3 separate regions of the Mus musculus genome follow, and all the other regions are linked to region 2. Evidence: chromatin contacts called from public HiChIP or PLAC-seq and promoter capture Hi-C data. All regions are on one chromosome and are shown on one strand. The core of a region is the stretch at or near the end of the contact, and the rest is flanking DNA. Distances in the headings are between cores, read along the strand shown.

Region 1 (4,197 bases), core at 1,051-3,550, 480 kb before region 2:
TTTTAATGATCCCAACAATATGGTGCCGGAGTATAACATTAGGAAACAAGACTAAAAGGAAATATCCCACACTATTATATAACCAATTGCATTCATTTTTTTAGCTTAAATTTAAAGCTTGATAGAAAATAAGATTTCAGAGTCAAGAAATTTAACTTTAATTATAAAAAGCATACAAAGTACACATCTTAAAGAATATGAAAGTATATTATTCTCCAGAAAATGCCCACTGCCAATTTTAAATGGACTAAAAACTGATATAAAGGATTTATATATTGTTGGGCAAAGTGGACTGTACCTGTAATCTCAGTGTTCATGAGACTAAGGCAGAGGAGTTCAAGTGTAAGGCTAGCGTAGGGCTCCATTAGGACACCATGTCTCAAAAACAAAAGCAACAACAAAAGAATTTTACCCATCACAGAGTCTAGTTTGTAAGCCAGAAGATAAACTAAAAGGCCTTCCATTTAAGTTTTATTTATAAAAACTCTCGGAAGGGTTGGCTCAGTGAGTTAAGTGTCAGAGATAGTTCTATTAAGAAAGATTTAAAAGGAAACAACTAAATCACTATACACATACAAATTATTCTGAGGTTACTGTTAAGAAAGACATTAAGGCCAGACAGCATGTGGAAAACATTAACATGATTTGGTTCGTATCTACAGCACCACCTAGAGTAGAACAAGACAAATCACATAATGAACAGCAGCTCCAACAGTATTAGAAGGACAATCCCAAAATCATTTAATAATCATGAAGAGAGGTAATGGGGAACAGAGATGGAAATACTCCTGACTTTCCTCCTTACTTTACGTATGTGAGTAAAAGGACTAGGATACTCAAGAGCGACCAGGAACTCCTCACATGTGCAGATTTGTTGTTTAGTTGTTCTACTTAAAACCAACAGATTTAGTAAATACTGTAAAAGATTAATATTAACTAAAAAAGAGAAGCAAAGCAGCTGAAATTTCAGACAGGAAGTAATGATAATCCCAAGAATTACACAAAAAGCTTCATAAGTCAAGGACATATCAAAGAATAAAAGGAAATTAAAGATAGTGACTATCATTAAAAGGGTATTTATTTCCCCTTTTCTTTCCTGGGAATCAATCTGCTGCTTCAACTAAAATACTAGTGTAACAATACCTTTAATTTTTAAGTACTGGTAAAAAGCTTAGTTATTTTAATTAAAATTCTTTAAATGTTATAACTTTTTGTTGGTGCTAACAGATCACACCTAGGTCCTCACATGTCTACCTTTACAACTTTAGGTAACTTTTTTCTATGTCAAACATGTCAGTCACTTAACTTTAAGCCAACTAATATTTATAGAGCATTATGATACAAGTGTAGTCAACTGGATGTTAACAGATTAAAAAAAGAAGACACGGTATTTATCCTCATGGAGACTGAGTCTAGCAAGGAAGACAGGAAATAAAAACTTACTTACAACAATGGTAAATATTATCAAATAAAGAAAATTTTGGAACATATAGCAAAGGTTCCAAACATATGGGGCAGTAGTTTAAGTAATTTTTCTAGAAATCAAAAAACTAAAAAATAACCAAAACAAAAAACAAAAAAAACAAAAAAAAGTTGTCAGGAGGGGAATATAATCCCAGGTTGAGAGAACAGCATGTGCAATGTCCTGGGGCCATAAAAGAGCATTAAAAATGTAGAACCAGGAGATGGGTCAGAGGGTATGGGATTTGCCATGAAGCCAAATACTCTAAGATCAATCCCCAGGACCCACAACGTGGAGAACACCAACTTCTACAACTTGTCCTCGAACCTCCATACAAATAAGTAGCATGCATACACATGCAAAGTACAAAGTAAACACAATAGAAAACCTAACAAGTCAGTCTGAAACACAGTGAGAGCCTATCTCAATAAAAATGAAAGAGAAAAAAAAAAAGAAAAAACTCCAAACACGCAAAATATAAAACAACAATTGTCAGGAAAGAAAAATTATGATGTGACAGATACATTTTAATTGAATTCCAGTGAAACCATGGTTTGAGGTCTTTACAGAGAAAGGGATGAAATAATGTTAAGATTTGCTTTAAGAAAATTTACTGTAGCTTTCTTGCATGGCTGCAATGGTAATGAAACTGGCAATGATCTAACTAAAAGCAAAGCTACTTTAGAGAAATAAATCCCACTACTCCAACACTAAACTTGAGGTTAGGAAGTTAGGAACTATGGCTTAGCTGGTGGAATTCGTGTGCTTTCTGCACAGCACTGAGTTGGAGCCGGAGCACAAGATAAACCAGGTGTACACGCCTACAATCTCAGCTCCCAAGAGGTAGAGGGAAGAGTCACAGCTCAAAGTCAGCCTTGGCTACAAGTGGAATGTACAGGTTGTTCCTGTAAGTTTCTTTCAGAAAACTGAGTATCTGATTTCAAATTCAAGTCCTTAACTTGAAAGAATACACTCCCCATTATTTCCACAGTTTCTATACTAAGACAAAGTAATCCAAAGATTACTATACTCAAATAATAGGCACCGCGTGTACATGAATGCGTAAGTAATTGAACAGAGGCGAGAGGGTGATGTGTAATAGTGACATGAATTGAATGCAGAAGCTGCAAATCATCACCAGAGAACGCACTGACTCTGTTACCACTCACCTACAATTTGGTTTCTCCGTGGATAGAAGAGGCCTCTTACAGAGCCGCTATGGAATGCAAAGGACACCACTTGTTCTACAAACTCAAAGCTAGTTTATACTACACTTATTTATATTGGCTGTCCCTAAGCAATCAAAACATTGTATGTTATAAAAGTTATTTTGTGGGAGATTATTTTATTTCACTGAGTGACATGTGAGGAGCTGAACAAATTACTACTATCTCATAAAATATACTCAGCCTGACTATGAACTTCCTCATTTCCAAAAAAATTCCCAGGAAATGTTCAAATATTAAATTCAACGGATCCTTAAAGAAATTCAAAAAGTCTAAGATCTTATGAAAAGATGACAAAAAGGATTTTTCTAACTTATAAAGATGAAAACCCACCATGAACCTCACTAATCACTGTGGGAAAGCAGCCGTGAGAACTGAGGGGAGCCTGAGTGCATCGTAACGAGTACTAAATCACTTGCCAGATGGGGATGGGAGAATCTGTCATCATATCTATAACTTATAAGTAAAGATGATCAATTATTTACTTAAAAAATGAAAACTCTAAAAGCACTGGATTCCCTATGAAAATGGGTATTTAAAAAAAAAAAAATGTACCCCTTTGTCTTGTCACCTGGAACCTGAAATGGAAATCTAAACAATGGAACTTTTCTATAACGCAAACACATCTTGCGAGTCTGACAGCTAACTTCCTGCTTTATAAGGAAAAGAAAAGAAATAACCATGAAGGGTCAATGTCCCTTTGCACTTACAGAAGATAGAAAAGTGAAAATTTTTTAACATTAACATTGTGCCAAATGAAAGTATATTTAAAGAAAAATAAATTTAGAAACAACAGGCAATACAAAAAGAAAATAGTTGAGTGTGAAATGACTAAACACAAGCTGTAAACCATTATGTGAAAACTATAACAAGAGAAAAACACAAGGAAGTGAACTGTGGAAGGAAAGCAGCTAACAAGAAAGCAGGCCGGCATGACCATGCTTCCATGAGGAGAACTAAGCACGGAATGCAGAGGGACAGAGTGTGAGCAGAAGGGAAGAAAGGAAAAACAATGAACACAGAACACTCAAGGACAAAGTGACGAATATGAAAAAGCAGTACATATAATCAAAATGGAATTCTTTTTAATGTTAGATTAATACCAAAATTGTGTTGAATCTCACCAAGAAGATAAATAAAATATGATCAACTATGATTATGATCATACAAATACCAGGATATTACCACAGAAAGAAAAAAATGTAAACAGACAAGAGAGTAACAAACTACATCAAAAAGTCCTGCATTTGTTTAACTGAAGTTCTACAGAGGAAAAGTAACGAAGCAGACATTATTTTAAAATACTGAGCACTTTTCACCTCCAATAAAGGCGGTGAAGGAGGCCAGTGCACATGAGGGAAGAGGCTCAGACTAACATGATGACCTCTAATGCCACGTGTTGATATACTGGTCAAGAAGTAAGTCTCTAACATGGAAGGATTTACCTTTGTGTACTTCTTTGTGAAGAGCAAAGGTAAAGCCATAGAAATTAATATTACAGTGTTAGAC
Region 2 (4,195 bases), core at 526-3,025:
GGGCAGAGGAGGGGGTGTCCCCAAGCTTGACAACAGGAGGGACTGCTTGAGTCTTTTTCTAGCAAGTCTGACAGAAGTAGTTCCGTGATGTTAAAGAGATACAGTTTTGGAAATATTTATTTTCCAGAGGCATCAACTGCTTTTGACGTCTGAATGACGGTCCATCAATTTAAAGAACTAAGAGAACTCGTCTTTCCTGCCACACATTTGAATAAACATACTAACCAATGCACAACCGATCACAGGGTGAAATACTGTAAATACTAATAGAAAATTGGAGTGTGGAGAGAGACTAGAAAGAATACAGATTAATGAGAATGAGAAAAATGAAACCTCCATTTACCCTTTTCCTGGATGCCTGTAGCTCTCTCACCCGATCCCTCACCATTTAAATGACTTTTTAAATTTACTTACTTATATTTGATTATTTGTGTGCTTGTTTAGTTAGTAAGTTAGTTATGTGAGTGTTTTGTTGAACGCCTGTCTGTGTGCCATGGATACAGTTCCTGGTACCTAGAAGGGCCAGAAGACAGCGTAGGATTCCCTGGAACTGGAGTTACAGACAGTTGTGGGCTGCCATGTGGCTGCTGGGAATCAAACCTAGGGCCTGTGGGAGAGTAGTTAGTACTCTTAACGGTTGAATCAGCTCTCAAGCCCTAAGTTATGACTGTTGATCCCAAAGACATCTATCTAATCCTGAACGCACGGTTGAGCATCCATGTGTATGTGGTCAAGCCTACTCTGCTTGGGCCAAGAGTTAAGACCCTCAAACTTCGGGATTGAGATGTGCAGGCAGGAGCTGGTCCAGGACAGGAAACACGCGCACACACACACACACACACACACACACACAATTAATCAATCCTAAAAGAAAATTTACTTTCATAAAACCTTCCTCCACACCCCGCCCCCACCCCACTTACCCAAATATAGGTACAAATACCTCCGTAAAATTAATCCTCACAATGTGTCTACCATTCACTGCACTTCTCTGGAGGAAAAATACAGCCCCTAGCAACTTGTTACCAACCAAAAGATACCATTACGTATCAAGCCCATGAAGTGACTAAGAATTTACATTCAGGTGAACTGGTCACACAGGGAAACACTGTTCCCTTATTCAGCTAGCGCGAAACAAAAGGCATGTGCATCCACCCCAACTCAGTTCTGCCAACAGGTAGGTTTTGCTAACTACTTTCATTCGTTCCATTCCATCCCTCAATGATGTATAAAAATAATCCACAGCCTGGACCAAAGTGTCTCTCCCCTTTAACGACAGTGTTAACAATAATATCCTAGACTGTTCCAGAGTCTCTGAAAGGCTCCGCGCGCCCTCCTTTCCCATCCCGATCTACACCAGTCTCCAGGGGTTTCTTTCTGGTAACTTCGTTCTTCTTTGGATCCGTCTGCACATGCTTTCCTTCTGCTTTAGGGGGCTAACAAATCCCAGTCTCTCAACTTTCTCTTCCTTCTCTCCAAAGCATCCGCCGATCAGCCCCGCCTCGCCCCGCCCCATCACGTCCATCCCCCCCCCCCCCCCCCCCCGGCCGCAGACCTCCTCTCTCATCCGAGGCCCGCCCCTCACCCTCCAAGCTGGCACCTCCTGCTCCTGCCTGGATCATCGGCCGATCCCCGAGTCCGACCGACAGCTACGGTCCGAGACCTAGAGTACCCGGACGCTGCAGACTGCGGTTGCGGGGAGTTTGAACTCACTCACTGTAGGGACCACGGCTGCGGGCGGCGGCTCGGCGGCTTCGGCTCCTGGGCAACGGAGCAGAAGCCCAGCTTGCACCGCGGGAGGACCGGCCTCCGCCTCCCCCAGTTCCCATTGGTTACTGGACTCCATACGTTCATTTCTATTGGTTATTGTGGCATCGGAAGGCGGGATGGCGAGGAGAGAGGCATCAACCATTGGTGGGCCGGTGAGGCGGGGAACCGCGACCCGCGAGGACAGTTGCACGGAGCCCAGCACCCAGGACAGACCGAAAGAATGCCAACCCTTCTCATAGAGGGACGCCGGCTCCAGAAAGGGTCTGTGGACAAAACCCTTGGAAACCGGCCCTATTTTTTTCTGAATATTTTGGATTTCGTTATAAAGAAATCAATGTACTTTTCTGGTTCCGCTGAAATTGATGTGTAGGAGGGTGTGGACTTGATATTTTCATGATACTGCTGCCTGGGTTCTGGACTTTCTTGAGATAACACATCTTGAATATGGCTTGCGCATGATTTTTAAGTTCTGAAGGAAATCTGGGGCTAAAGGATAATGAGAACACGTTTGTTCTCGTTATGTTTTCAAAGAATTGTTTTTAAAGGAAATATTCTGAAGTGCATGACAGTGGGCTAAGGGCAGCTAGATGGCTAATTTTTCTTTTAAACTTGACAGTGCACACTAAGCAGTATTAATTGCAGTAGGTAAAGAAGCTATAAAGAAAATCTTTTCCACGGGGGCTCTGACGCTCTCTGAGCTTCTCATCCAGACCGTTTAATAAGACTGTTCAGTTCCCGATTGAAGCCTGCTGTCATTTATACTCCAGAAAATAGATTCAGGGGGTAGTAAGCGGTGAGATCAGGATAGAACCACATGGCTATTAACTTCCAAATCTAGCATCTTTAGAGCATTTCTCTAACAGGGTAATAGCATTACTGGCAAGTCAAAAAAGTATCTAAAATTTTAGAAATCTCCCAAACAAAATACCTAATTGTGTATAACATTTTCAGTGTCCTTATTACACCACACAGTGTTACTCTATCAGAGATAACAATTACTTTATTTGACCTTGAAAAAAAATAACCAAAATAATTTATAGTTCCTCAAAGCCAGTTTTACCAAATTGATGTTTTAAAGATTTGTCCCAAGTGTGATGATAACTTCACCTTTCTACATGGCATGACTTTGATCTGCCATTTTTATTAGGACTTCAGTTTTCTGATTATACCATTTCACTTCACTGTGTACTACACAGGTTACAGCTTTCCAGGAAAAAAGAACTGAAGCTACCAAACCACATTTTAATATTTTTACTAATTGAAACTATTTAACTGCATTAAATATTTAACTGCCGTTTGTAAAGATTGTGTTTGGGGATGAATCCTAATCACAGTTGGGCACTCTGGGTTTGTATTCTAGTCTCACAGGAATTCCTGTTACTACAGTGCTTCAGACTCCCATTGGCCAATGAATGCCCCTCCCCCCCTTTTTTTTCCTGCAGGACTTTGCCATGTTTGATGCTCTATGGCAATGACACACACACACAAAAAAACCATTTCTACATATGTTTAAGAAACTGCAGTTTTTCCTATGAGGGAACTACTATTGCAGAATCAGAAGGACTTGTTAGAACCTTCAAACCATTTACTAGCCAGAGGTAGACATAGTTTTCCTGACATCAGACAATAAAGATATATATATATATATATATACACATATACATATATATATGTGTGTGTATGTATATATATATACGTGCATATAATCTTATAATTACAATAGCAGATCATCCTCAACAAAAGTTCAGTTTTTCATAAGATACCATTCTTTTAAAAAGTTGTGTGTGACAGATATGATCCAAAATGTGTGAGCCTCAGACAGGAATATATCAACTCCTAGCCTTGGCTATACACATAGCAAGATCTTGTCTTAAACAAACAAAAAACAACAGAAAGAAAAAAAAAAACAACCCCCCGCCCCCCGGGCATTGTGCAATGAAACACCTTGTTGATGTTGTTCTTCTACCAGTCAGGGGCAGAGCAGAGGGCAGTCCTTTCTTCATCCCTAGCCTGATGCCTGGCTTAGTAGCCAAAGCTGTTTTATGCCTAGGACACACAAAAATCAAACCAAATCCAGGCAGCACAGCACAGGAGGAGGAAAGCAGACCTGCATTCTGCCATGCCATAAGGTAGGGGCAGGAGAAAGATACCCAGAGACCTGCCCTCCACCCCACAGCATATGTAGGCCATAGACCCACAAAGCCCTGCCTACCACCAAGCTGCACATCGAAAGAGGGGGAAGACAGAAAGAGCCCTGCAATCGCTACGCCATCCACAGACCCCTTCCTGAGAACAGCACAGGCAGACCATAGACACTCACTTGCTGCCCCCGCCATGCAGGGAGATGGAGGCTGTAACCAGGGGCCTGGTGGCCGCACGGCCATCCTACAGTGGGAACAACCACGATGTACAAATATGTTGTGGC
Region 3 (4,809 bases), core at 1,762-4,261, 480 kb after region 2:
GCTTGGCAAGCATGAACAATGCTGAGACAATATTTTGTGCAAAGCCTGACATAGTGCCCATGTCTATAACCCCAGTACTTCGTAGGCAGAGGCTGGGAGAACTTGAGTTCAATGTTATCTTTGGCTACTTGCTGAATTCCAGGTCAGGCTGGTCAACAGAAGTTCCTGTCTACAAAAGAAAAATAAAGAGCCACAATGTTGGCTTGAGTTTCTAAGTTACTTGAGAAGATATCAAGAGGTATGACTCATAGATTATGTTGTAAGAGCAATGTAATTTTGTAAGAAACTACCAAACTGTCTTTCAATGTGACTTTGCTACTTTGCTTTTTTAATGAGCCATATCTCTGTCTTAGTTTGGTTTCTATTGCTGTAACAAAATACCATCACCAAAGGCATCTTGTGGAAAAAAGGCTTTACTTTAGTGTATAGCTTGTATCCCATCATCCAGGGAAACCAGGATGAGGACTCAAGACAGGAACTGAAGCAGAAGCCATGGAGGAATGCTACTTACTGGCTTGCTCCTCCTGGCTTTCTTAGCCTGCCTTCTTATACCGAGCAGGATCACTTGCCCAAGGGTAGCACAGCCCACACTGTTTTGTGCCCAGTCACACCGATCATTAATCAAGAAAATAACCCACAGACTAGTGTATAATCTAATTTAACAGAAACATTTTCTCAGTTGAAGTCCTCTCTTCCCACATAACCCTGCTTGCTTGTGTCAAATTTACAAAAAAGTCTAACCAGGACAAGCAATTCTCTGCCCATCAAAGTTTTCTTTTTCTTACACTTTGTGTGTGTGTGGTGTGTGTGTGTGTGTGTGTGTGTGTGTGTGTGTGTATACGTACGATGACATCTTGTGGAGGTCATAGGGCAACTTTCAGGAGTTATTTCTTGTCTAACATGTCATCTTTAGGTATTAAACCCACGTTATCAGGATTAGCAGCAAGCTCCTTTACCCTCTCAGCCATACCCTAGTCCTTTCAACTCAGTTTTCATTGACTAACTTGTCTTTTTAAAACCTTGAGTTTAAAGAGTGCATATGTATAAAACAATAAATCCTGTTACAAACCCATTATTAACTGCCAAATGTCTCCAAGTTTCTTCGTTCTGAAGGCCACATTTGCATACTTCCTAGCCACCCCGGAGCAACATTTTACTCTTCTGTATGGCACGCTAGCTTGAAGGTAGTGATATTCCTCTGGATCCATCTGCAAAGAAAGTGTTACTTTTTTACATATAGTCACTGAATCAAAAGAGGGACGAATCTCAGCAGAAGTAGACTGAAGTGAAGTTCTGTGAGAGAAAACGAACCAAGAATCATTCTGAAGAAAGAAGAGCAACTGTGATGTCCATTGGCTCCATCTTCACAGGCTCTCCGTGTCCCCAGGGATTAGTCAGAAACCCAAGTGGAAATGGCTCAAACAAAGAAGATAGCCCATTTGCAGCATATTAAGGTGTCATGAGGAACCCAGCCATCAGAAATTCCAAATGTAGTCAGTTTCATCTTTTTTTGGGATTATCAAATTACTGAAAACTTCCAATTTTTGCACTTCCCAGAGGCATTTAAAGATAGCCTGACTCCCTGAAAAGAGAGTTTCCCAAACGAAGTTCAATGCAGCTGGGGATGGGGGCAGGCAGAGGCTCTCAGCATAGGAACAAGACATTTCTTTCCTTGCCCTGGAAGACACTTCATTCTTTCACGACAATGAGCCTTTGCACCCACCTCACCTGTTGTGGAAGACTATGGTTCTCTGTGCTCTGCTTTGGCAACCTCTAATCCTCTGGGTGCAGGTCAGCCTTACCTCTGGAAGCATTTTGACCTTCAAGAGCTTGTTTCTCTTCATGCTGTTCTAAGTCTCTTACCACATTTGAATGCCACTGTCTAAGCTGTCTCCTTTGTGTGCATTTCTGAATACGTAGAATTCCATTTCTACTCTTACCCCGTGCTTCTTAGCTAAACCTAACATCTGTTAAGAGGTCACAAATACTACAGGAGGAATGTTTCTTCCTGGCTCCTTCCTCTCTGTTCTCTCAGTCTGTCATAATACTTTCTCCATTCTGGAATCCTTCCTCGAGATCTAGACATACTTTCTTGCCTCTGTTGTATTCTATTTTGATGGCTATCTTCCAACTCATGGCTAAGGAAGATAAATAAATACACACACACATATCATATATATGATATATATGCGATATCATATTTGATATGTATGTGATATATATGATATATATAAAACACTTAAATATTTTAAGATAAAATTTATAAAGTTGATTATTTTGACTTTAAATCAGTCATTCAACTTGCTTTTTTTTTTTTTTTTGGTTTTTTGAGACAGGGTTTCTCTGTGTAGCCCTGGCTGTCCTGGAACTCACTCTGTAGACCAGCCTGCCTCTGCCTCCCAAGTGCTGGGATTAAAGGCGTGCACCACCACCGCCCGGCAACTTGCATATTTCTAAGTTACACAGAGTAAGACCATTAGGTGATTTTTGCTGCACCTCGACTTTAAATTCCTAGTGGATTTGAAGGCCGAAATCTCTACTTACTATTTTTTGATATGATCTAAATCAGGATAAGCAAAATCAATTTTAAAGATTTAAATATATTTACTATTTCAAAATAAGAGTGAAGGCCTTTCCCGAATTCTAGATTTTTTCGGAAACTCGAAACCAACGCCTGTCTTTGCAATGACCATATTGCACTTACAGACTATGAGAAACACAGCCTAAAACGAAAACGCTACTGAAAAATGCACCGCAAAAATGACACTGCGAAAGAACACAGGCAGTCGCGTTGTGACACCCCAAGTCCTGCAGCTGATTTTGGGGTGGGACCCAGGGACCACATCTCAGGCTGCAGGGGCCTTGGTATGGCTTCCGTCTGGGCGGGCCGCCAGGTCATAGCGTCTCCATCCCCGCCCCCGAACTTCCGTCTCCGATTGGTCTCTTTCACGGACCCGCCCCTCGAGGCTGCCCAATGAGGAAGCCTGCGTCTTAGCTCCTCCCTCCCTGCCGGCAGCGTGGGCTGCGGTGCCTGAGAACTGGGGATGGCGGCGGTGGCTGCGCGCGCGGGTGGGCTGCTGTGGCTCCGGGCTGCGGGAGCAGAGCGGCGGCGGTGCGGACTGCGCTGCGCTGCGCTGGTGCAAGGCTTCCTGCAACCCGGGGGCGAGGACACGGCCCAGAAGCGGCGGGTGGCCCACTTCACTTTCCATCCGGACCCAGAGTCCCTGCAGTATGGTGAGATTTGGGGATCTTGCTGCATCCCGGCTCTATCCTTGCCTTGCCCTAGACTCTAGACTCTACTCTAGAGCCTCCTTGGTTCGGGTCAGTTTGCGTTCCTGTTACTCGTCCTTGGTGATTCTTCCCTTCAGATGCAGCCCCTGGAACTTCAAGATAGGTGAGAGGGCACTCTGCCTTCTGCTAGGGCCTGAGGGTGTAGAGGAGTTGTCCAAAGAGCGCTCCCCCGCCCCCTTCCCCTGAGTTCTATCCATGCTTTCCCCATATCAGGTCTTAGGTGTTAGCTTGTCCTAGACTGAGTCACTAACTTGAGGCAACTGTCTGTAAAACACTTGCCTTTTAATTTTCATTTGAAAATGTAAACCTAGGGAGTAAATACTAGAATTTGATTTTCTCAAGGTCACGAGACAGGTTCTGCCTAAAGATGGGAAAGAATCCAGACTTCTATTTCAGCCTCATACAGAGCTCCTGCTGGGCCCCGCTGTCACCTGGCCAAGCAGTATTCCATAGAGATGGTGGAGAAGAGCGAACAGAAGGGAATGGGGCAGGCTCCTGTCCTGCCACCTTTGCCTCACTCTGACTGTTTCTCCTGTAAGTTTTATGCAGTCGCCCTCCATCCTAGGTCTAACTGCAGAGCACCAGGAGAAAGTAAGGAAAACCTACACTGTTTTTTTTTTTTTTTTTGTCTAATAACTTGGGGCTGGCAGTTTTTGGAAGCCCATCTTTACTTGTGAACAATAATGGAATATTTAACCGAAAGCTTGCTATTGGTGAAATTTACATTCCTCATCTCATTTAGTTCATAGGACAAGATTTAATTTCATGTGAGGTAGGTCATGTTTTCATGTTTGCTTTGCAGTTAGATAAACGGAAGCCTTGAAGCAGATTATTCAACAGTACACAGGACATAAGTTCATGAGACATAGCGCCAATGGTCAGAATCTAGTAAGCAGGATTCCAGACTTGCCACTCCACGGAAGGCAATAAAGAGGCCTTTAGAAATAATTTCAATGACGGGGTTTCCCAGTTTTGTGAAATAGTAGGACTAGAAAGATGAACAGCAGTTCGTTTTTCCCTCTCAGCCTTCAGTACTGTTTTCACAGCAAAGAAACTTTGGCCTGGTAATGGAGAAATAGAGCAGAGGTCTTCCGAATTCTCCTTTCCACAGTTGTGAAATTACTAAAATCCGAGTGATGTCATGGCTCTAGGTTGTTACTATAGAAACAGTACAAACATCTTACAGATAAAAGGCAGAGTTTAGAAAAAAGTGACAACATGATTGCACCTCTCATGGTGGATGCTGCTAAACCTTTTGAGGTTCATTCTTCCAGAGCTCTGTCTTTTCCACAGTTGTAGTTTTAATACAAGTCCAATTTGCATCAACTAGAAAAATAACTTCCTGTACTGCTGTAGAGTTTTGTTGATCTGTAGAGTTCAGTAGTGAGAGTCAGGGTCTTGAGTTTGGTTTTGTCCCCATCCCCTGAGACTTTTTTTTTTTTTTTTTTTTTTTTTTTAGAGACAGGGTTTCTCTGTGTAATCCTGGCTGTCCTGGAACTCACCAGGCTGGCCTCGAAC

What was found. Promoter capture Hi-C pulls out the DNA fragments that hold promoters and counts their contacts. HiChIP or PLAC-seq counts read pairs in DNA pulled down with a chosen protein or histone mark.
Region 1: a promoter capture Hi-C map of pre-B cells shows a contact between it and region 2. The contact joins the enhancer-like site here to the promoter of Lca5 in region 2. A contact is called at or near these places in 10 of 39 promoter capture datasets (the 3T3-L1 cell line, the C10 cell line, cranial neural crest and 6 more), 3 of 484 Hi-C or Micro-C datasets (Sertoli cells, Th1 cells and regulatory T cells) and 5 of 115 datasets of contacts at active chromatin or transcription factors (cardiomyocytes, embryonic forebrain, embryonic limb bud and 2 more).
Region 3: a FOXA1 HiChIP or PLAC-seq map of pancreatic cancer cells shows a contact between it and region 2. The contact joins the promoter of Bckdhb here to the promoter of Lca5 in region 2. A contact is called at or near these places in 1 of 484 Hi-C or Micro-C datasets (CD4 T cells), 1 of 115 datasets of contacts at active chromatin or transcription factors (pancreatic cancer cells) and 1 of 9 other capture datasets (adipose tissue).

Annotation. Positions count from the first base shown.
Region 1 is chr9:82,954,806-82,959,002 of GRCm38.p6, forward strand. All of the region lies in intron 6 of Phip (pleckstrin homology domain interacting protein), which reads right to left. Among named protein-coding and RNA genes, the nearest start is that of Gm39382, 9.1 kb to the right of the region's middle. Within about 2 kb of position 2,301, at least 2 of the 459 cell types and tissues checked have an H3K27ac peak or open chromatin away from gene starts, as enhancers often do.
Region 2 is chr9:83,439,324-83,443,518 of GRCm38.p6, forward strand. It overlaps Lca5 (Leber congenital amaurosis 5 (human)), which reads right to left and starts at 1,776. Exons shown (of 8, transcript NM_027448.2): 1 at 1,586-1,776. All of the region lies in intron 1 of Gm2087 (predicted gene 2087), which reads left to right.
Region 3 is chr9:83,922,126-83,926,934 of GRCm38.p6, forward strand. Bckdhb (branched chain ketoacid dehydrogenase E1, beta polypeptide) reads left to right here and starts at 3,012. Exons shown (of 11, transcript NM_001305935.1): 1 at 3,012-3,234. The coding sequence starts at 3,045. Gm36278 (a long non-coding RNA gene) reads right to left here and starts at 2,880. Exons shown (of 4, transcript XR_379675.2): 1 at 2,705-2,880; 2 at 1,312-1,416; 3 at 1,070-1,208; 4 at 1-169.